Regions from separate parts of the Mus musculus genome. Here region 2 is linked to region 1. A link is a contact called in public targeted proximity ligation data. All regions are on one chromosome and are shown on one strand. The core of a region is the stretch at or near the end of the contact, and the rest is flanking DNA. Distances in the headings are between cores, read along the strand shown. Region 1 overlaps A430093F15Rik (RIKEN cDNA A430093F15 gene). Region 2 holds the start of Tmem109 (transmembrane protein 109).

The links.
Region 2: a targeted proximity ligation map of CD8 T cells shows a contact between it and region 1, with 21 read pairs. A contact is called at or near these places in 9 of 39 promoter capture datasets (the C10 cell line, the HPC-7 cell line, HPC-7-derived erythroid cells and 6 more), 4 of 484 Hi-C or Micro-C datasets (bone marrow-derived macrophages, cerebellar granule neurons and embryonic fibroblasts), 6 of 130 datasets of targeted methods (CD8 T cells, the NIH/3T3 cell line, bone marrow-derived macrophages and 1 more) and 3 of 9 other capture datasets (adipose tissue, liver and pancreatic islet).

Annotation. Positions count from the first base shown.
Region 1 is chr19:10,761,969-10,765,944 of GRCm38.p6, reverse strand. All of the region lies in intron 1 of A430093F15Rik (RIKEN cDNA A430093F15 gene), which reads right to left. Among named protein-coding and RNA genes, the nearest start is that of A430093F15Rik, 23 kb to the right of the region's middle.
Region 2 is chr19:10,879,765-10,883,740 of GRCm38.p6, reverse strand. Tmem109 (transmembrane protein 109) reads left to right here and starts at 1,998. Exons shown (of 4, transcript NM_134142.1): 1 at 1,998-2,089.

The DNA of each region.
Region 1 (3,976 bases), core at 780-3,279:
CTGGGAAAACACCTAGGCCCGATCCCAGGCTTTCCCACAGCCTCCCTCCAGCCTCCCCGTCTAACAACTCAACTCCAAACACACCTCCTCATCGAAACAAGTGAAGTCACAAAGTTCCCCACCCCCGCCCCAAAGAGCCCCAACTGGCCAAGACACCACCCACCCTAGGCCCGAGTGTGCTCTCCAGCTAACCATATGCTGGCAGCAACATTCAGCCACTCTCACTTAGAATTGCTCAGGCCATGCCTTAGCATCAAGTCTAGCCAGGAGTGGAGCTGCTGCAAAGTACCTGGAAAGGTTTAGAACAAAGGGATCTTCCCACAAAGGGCCTGAGGTTGCTTATCCATCTACATCTCTTGGTCCACCCTGTGGTAACAGTCTGTGATGGACCCTCTGAGCCAAGACACAAAGGAGAGAGTTAGTAATGACAGTGAGATAGTCAGTAGGAGTGAAGACTTCCTTTCGCCATCCCATAATTAGCCTCCAAACGATGACACCATTGCATACACTAGCAAGCGTTGGCTGAAAGGACCCTGATATAGCTGTCTCTTGTGAGACTATGCCGGGGCCTAGCAAACACAGAAGTGGATGCTCACAGTCAGCTATTGGATGGAACACAGGGCCCCCAATGGAGGAGCTAGAGAAAGTATCCAAGGAGCTAAAGGGATCTGCAACCCTGTAGGTGCAACAACATTATGAACTAACCAGTAACCCGGAGCTCTTGACTCTAGCTGCATGTCGGCCATCACTGGAAAGAGAGGCCCATTGGACACGCAAACTTTATATGCCCCAGTACAGGGGAATGCCAGGGCCAAAAAATGGGAATAGGTGGGTAGGGAAGTGGGGGGGGGGGTATGGGGGACTTTTGGGATAGCATTGGAAATGTAATTGAGGAAAATACGTAATAAAAAATATTAAAAAAAAAAAAAAGGAGTGAAGACTTCTTAAGGTAAGCAGAGTAGGTGATGGCTCTCCCAACAGCATACTGTTAGGTTCAGGTTGCCTAGGCTCTCTGAACCCCAGCTTCCTCATATTCAAAGTAAAGATATTTTAAGGATCTACTAAAGTGATCTGGGTGGTCAAGATCACTACCTAATGCTTAACTATATAGCCAGGTACACAGCTCAGATAAGGCAAGAGCTGTGCTGGTGAGCTGTTCTAAGGGCTGATCTTCTCTGGCTCCATGGTCCTTCTGACCTATAAACACACTGTTCCTGCAGGTCTTTCCCCACCATCCCAGAACAGAAGTGGTAAAGTGAGAAATCAGGTCAAGGATTTTATCCAACCTGGCTGTAAGAGGAAGGCCAGGTTAACTCCAATTCATACTAGCCACACCACGCCTGTCTGTCTGTCTGTCTATCTATCTATCTATCTATCTATCTATCTATCTATCTATCTATCTTCCTATCTATCTACCTATCTACCTATCTATCTACCTATCTACCTATCTACCTATTTAGTGAATGGACATTAGGGAACAGCTTGGGGGAGTTAGCTCTCTCTTCTCACTACTGAGTCTTGGGGACCGAACTCAGATCTTCAGATTTAATTGTAAGCACCTTTACTGACTGAGCCATCTTACCAGCCCCATACCATGCACCTCTTAAACAAATGTTGAAGTTGTATAGAATCTGTACTGATGACTAGAATGCAAATTTGGGGCAAGTTTCAGATTCACCCCATTGCCAACCCCCAACTCCCACCAGAACTACTGAATAGCACTAACATTCCGTCAGGATCCCACCCAAAAAAGTCCCAGGTCATAAATATGTCAAGAGTCATGGAAAATGAGAAAATGGAAAAACAGAAAACAAAAGCCATCGCACCCCCACCCCCACTCCCCACCCCCCACCTCCCAATCATTCCCAGAAAAGCTTCACAAGGCTTATGTTCCCACTGTGCAACTTCCGGCAAGCTCCTGTTTGCGCAGCCAGTGAGAAACAGAACTCGTGCGATCTCCCTTTCGTACCCCCACTTGCTTGTTCTCTTATGACGATGGGTGGCTTAGCTGAGTTTCACAGCACCCTCAGAACGTGCCAGTGGGCTGGCTGAGACTCTCAGGGCTCGGTCTATCATCACATCTTGGTTGCGACCACAGAAAGATTCTGTCTTTTTTTTAAATCCTCAGTTCAAAGGTGGGTGATTCGTCAGGGCTGAAAGGTTCCGGATCGCTACTGTATATGACCATAACATCACATAAGCCCCCACGGCTCAGCCTCCGACCTCATCGGGCGCAAAGAAAACTCCCAGGTACTTTACCAGACACTCAGCGCACCATCCTGTTTGAAACATAGTCATTTGGCACTCGAGTTTCTCTGCCCATAGCAACAGAGCTTTGAGCTTCTGGAAGGGAAAAATGCATCCAAGAAGGATGACACACCATGACTCACACCACCAAGAGCTGGGAGGAGGTGGGAACTAGATCGGCATTATTCACACCTGATCTAAAACAAAGGTGGTCAGTGTAGGTCAGTGTCACTTCCTGCCGCTTTGCTTCCACGAGTGAGGCAAGCTACTAGGAGGGATGGCTGTCATACCACGTGGGTACATACTAGCCTAACCTGTCCTGTTACTTTGGTTTGAGTGCTAAAAACCAAATTCATATAGAAATAATAAGGGTGGTGACCAAGATGGTGACTCAATCCATAAAGTGCTAGACACGAAAGCATGAGGATCAGAGTTCAATTCCCTGAGCCCACATTTTATAAAAGACAGCTGTGATGGTTGCACTTGTAACCCTGGAGCTGGGGAAGGGAAGGCAGGTGGATTGATGGCAGCCAGTCTGGCTTAACCGATAAGTTTCTGGTCAAAGAAAGACCCTGGCTAAAAACAAACAAAAAAATGAATGATACCAAAGTAATGAAACAGGAGGTTGTACCCTGGTACAAACACACACAGATAAATATAAATGTATATAATATGAATAATAAAATATAAATAATAAAAACTTTTAAGGAAGTATCATTCTCCCCATCCCCCACCCCCACCCCAGGATCTCGTTATATAAATATCAGACTGTCCTCAAATTTGCTGTGTGACCAGCCTCAAAGTCATGATCCTCCTGCCTCATCCTCCTGAGTGCCAGGATCCTAGGCGCATGCCAAGCTTCCAATGAGCACCTCTCTAACAGTGGTGTCTCTGGGCTCCCTAATTCAACCTAGTGAGCATCTATAGCAAATTAAGTCAATGATCCACACTGAAGCTAAAGATGAGCCAAACACAGATGGAGCCTAGGCTCATGTGTGCAAGCTTCCAAGCCTCCACACTGCCTGGCGTTGCACAGGCCAGGGTTCACAGACAGGTTTCGATTCACACGCCAGATGAGATGATATTAACCACAGATGGTGGAGAGTTCAGATACAAGTCTGAGCATATCTGAACCCTGCAGACATAAGCATAGCAATTAATTAGTGCTGACTGTCCGGAGCACACGACTGGGGTCATCCTAAGTGTGTTATGTCATTTTGTCACTGGTGGGGACAACCTAAACAATCTCCCCCACCCCCTGCCACCCCAAACTAAATATCTGGAGGCAGGAGATCAGCTGTCCCTAGGCTGAGCCATTCTGCACACCAAGAATCTGGCTCACCTTTCTGTAGATGCCTCCGTCCATCTCACCCCGTTTTCTATTGAAAGCACCCCGTCACCATCTATGCTTCCACCCAGGAAACTGCAACCAGGAAACAGAGAGAAAAATCAAGATCCCGCTTGTCTTGATGGATTCATTTCGATACAACTTCACTCAAGAGCTAGCCGCTTCCTGATTTCACATGTTACCATCAAAGACAGGGGCCAGGGCAGAGGGGTGTGTGTGTGTGTAGGGGGAGGGGGCTCCTCTGCAGCAAGCTGAGCTGAGCTTCCCCAGGTAAAAGCTATTCTGGGATGACAATGCTCCAGCAGCCAACAGAGGGGTCATCCTGGACTGCCACCTACTGTCCCTCCCCACGGGCTCCTACTGCCATCTCTGGCAAAGGCC
Region 2 (3,976 bases), core at 749-3,248, 120 kb before region 1:
AATTTTATGTTTTCCTTTCAAAAATAGTTTCATTCATTCTTATGAGTACACTGTAGCTGTCTGTCTTCATGCACACCAGGAGAGGGCATCAGATCCCATTACAGATGGTTGTGAGCCACCATGTGGATACTGGGAATTGAGCTCGGGACCTCTGGAAGAGCAGTCACTGCTCTTAACCACTAAGCCATCTCTCCAATTCCATCTTTTAGGGACTTGACTCAGGTAAAACTTGATCCTTTCAACACAGAAAAGAAAGTAAGGCTAGCTGGGCGGTAATAGTAGTATACACTTTTAATCCCAGCACTCCAGAAGCAGAGGCAGGCAGATCTCTCTGAGTTCAGGGATAGCCTGGTCTTCAGAGCTAGTCCCAGTACAGCTAAGGCTACACAAAGAAACTTTGTCTCAAGTCCCCTACCAGTCAAAAGAACCAGAGTTGAAGTTTATTAAAGATAAGTTGATACATATTTTTAGGAACATGATTTAACAGAGGGGGTGGGGGAGAGAGACAGAGACCAGGAAAAGAGTAAGACATAACCAAGTGTTTATATAGGATTCTGAAGAGGGAGTCACAAATAAGTGTCACACCATTAGCCCATATAAAACATCCTGGCAGCTCTCAAGTTATGCCTTAAAAGGGTTGTTAAGAATTGGTTTTTTTATCCTTTTCTCTCTTTCTGATTAGTGATATTATAGGATGGCTCCAGAAGTGACTGGGTTAGGAATATAATCTAGTAAAATATAACTATGAGCCACTAGGATTGCACCCTTTAGGGGAGGGCTAGGACAGGTCTTTCTTACTGTAAATGTAAGTTTCTAGTGAAGTTCTTAGAAACTTGTAGGTTTACAGCTGGGAAGAGAGAAACACCTAAAGTAGTTTTTGATTCTCAGTTGATGGGAGGTTTTAACAAGACTCCTAAGGGAAGTCCTCCTTTCCCTTCCAATGTTCCCATACATTTCTAATATGTGTGCCTATGTTAATTTCCCAAAAGGCACTTGCAAACTAAAACTAAGTCTAGAAAGAAACCAAAAACACCACTCCCACCCCCACCACCCCTGAGATCTTTTCCACTAAGGCACGCCTGACAACCCGGATTCAATCTCCGGGATCCACACAGCAGGAGAGAACTGACTTCCATAGGAGTATTGTATTGTGCCTGCACACCCGAACGCATGCATAGAATACATAACTACACGTAATTTTAAAATTTATGGGTTGGTGAGATGGTTCAGCGGTGAAGAGCACTAACTGCTCCTCCAGAGGTCCTGAGTTCAATTCCTAGCAACCACATGGTGGTTCACAACCCCCTGTAATGGAATCTGATGCCCTCTTCTGGTGTGTCTGAAGACAGCTACAGTGTATTCATATAAATAAACCTTTAAACAATTTTTACATCTCTGCCTACCTCATCCACAAAGCTACCTCAGTGTTCTAAGGTTTAAAACAAACAAACAAACAAAATAACCCCAGGGCACCTGGGTTGCTTTCCTTTCCCTAACAATTGTAAGCAAAGCTTTGGTGGTCACCCACACATTTTGGGTGAGGTTTTGCTCTCTTCCAGAGCATATGAGTTTCTCCAAGGCCGTACACCGTTCATGTGCCCACTAACACCTTGTGCCTTTCCCCCCTGATGTGCCATTTTTAGCGTGAAAGGTTTCTCAGCCCTCCAAGTGCTCGCCAGCGCCCCGCCTTAGGAACTGCACTTCCCGGGAGGAAACTGCCGCCCTAAATGCGTTGTAGACTCGGATCTGCACCGAATCCCGCATCGAGCACCAACTCTACCCACGCCACAGCCTCGACAGTTCTTTCTTTCCCCTTTCCTGCCAAAGGCTTCGCTTCCGTTCCAACTCCAATTTCCGGCGCCATTCTTCTCTTGGAAATATTTGGGAGGGAAAAAACACGTACAAACCATAATGGAGCGAGCAGAGCGCATGCGTCCACGATGCCTGCCAGAAAGACCTGCCAGTCTCCTCCGTCGACCGCCCCGCGCATGCGCAGACTATAAACCAACACCCCGGGAGTTGAGGCGCCGGTTTGGTGGCGCGTTTTCTAGCGAAGTCCCACGTGAAGGATAGCGGTGACCGGAGCAGGGTGAGTGAGGGCCGAGACCAGGGCTGTAGATGCAGCTTAAAGGACAGATTTGCAGGAGGTAACAGGGCGGAGCCGCAAGGCCTTGCGAGCCCTAGTGGGGAGGGGTCGAACGTGGAACGTGGGGCTTAACAAGTATGGGACCCAGATCCTCGTTGCTATGCAACCAGGGGCGTTGTTACTAGGTAACCCTGGAGGAGAGTGTTTCCCGGGATGAGTGGGTTCGAGCGCTGAGGTCTAGCCCTCCGGAGGGAGCAGCTGCCAGATTTGGGGGATGAGGCCAGTGCCGAACTGCACACCTCCCCCAGCCCCATGGTCCAGCCTCCTGCCGCCTCAGTTGGAGCCCCCCTCAGGGTATCCTGACCTCATGGGCCTCGCGACGCCACTATGGAGTGCTTGGCAGGGGATGTGCTGTTCGAAATAGCACATGCCACTGACCCTATTGCCTGGAGTCTGGGCCTTGGGAAGGGAGCGGCAAGGCTGCACACCCCCCCCCCCCCCCTTTGCAAACACCCTGCCCCACAAACAGTTGCTGGGTAGCAGCTGTCAGGGGTTTAGCGAGGGCTGCCTCCGACCTGCCAGAACGCTGACTTCATTCTCCTTAGTGGTGACTTCGCCACGTTTAGGACCTTCTATCTCAGCTGTGCTTCTCATGTGGCTGTCGTATATTTGGACTGACTATTCAAATAACCTCCTCCCCTTCCCTCCCCCCCCCCCCCCCGCCACCTCTCCATGTCTTTATGTCCTACACTTGTGGCTTCTTGGCAGGGCTTCTGATACTCATTTAGCAAGCACTTAGTCATTCTATGCTAGGTGCTGGGGATTCCAAGAAAAGTTAATGTCAAGTTAGTCTGAGAGTCACTGGGAGGCTGTGGGACAAACTTTGAACACAGTGCTTGCACAAATTATCTAACTTCTTGAAGTAACTCTTAACCCAGTTTCAACAGAACTTACATTTGAGGAGATTGAATTTCAGATAGGTTAAGTAACAGGTGTAAAGGTAGTGGCGGCTAACTTGTGATAGATCTGAACCTGTGTCCTTTGTACAGAGAGCTCTTAGGAGGCTTTGCTTAAAGTAGACTTTTCTCTGCGTTGCTGATCTTTGCAACCACTGTTTGATTATGCCTCAGGAATCCTGGGGAGCTTTAAAAACAAAACAAAAAGGCTGAGCTCCTCCCTGGGAGGGTCTGAGTGGGTTGCCTGGGTGGGGCAAACACCCTTGTTTAACAGGCTAGTCAGGCAGGTCAGATGGGCAATCCAGAGTGAGGATTGCAGATCCACAGGACTGCAGTGAGTAGTGAAGGAACCGTGGGGGCCAGCAGAGGGCACCAAGTTAGTTCTTGCCCCTGTAGTGATTTATAGCGAGAAAGGAAAAAGAAGAGGAAGGAGCACTGACTGGAGGTAGTGTGGACAGCCCCACCCCGCCCTGGCAGAGCAAACCACAGCTGAACATAGAGTGACGTCTCACCACCATAGTAAGTAAAGCAGTTCCCCAGCTGAGACTGTCCCTACTAAGCTGAATTGCAGCTGTCTGAACAGGAGTGGCCAGTCTCAGTGCTATCTCTGGCTGTCCCTTCTTACTCTCTTGGTGTGTAACCTGTAAACTCTCAGCGGGTGGGTCATCTTCCAGTATGAAGGCTTTTCTTGGGAGGTTTGGGTGTCTTCGGCTTTACGCTCGATGGTAGGTAATGGAACGGTATGTTCCCATAGGCAGAGAGCAGGTCTTACCAAGGCAGTGTGGACGTGTGGGACAAGCAAAAGGGCAAGCCTGAGCTGCTGGACTTGGGGACACGGTCCCTATTTCTGTTCTCAGCAAAATGGGGTGTCATGATAACTATAGGGCTGGTGAGATGCTCCATGGGGGGAAGGGACCTGCCACTAAGCCTAATG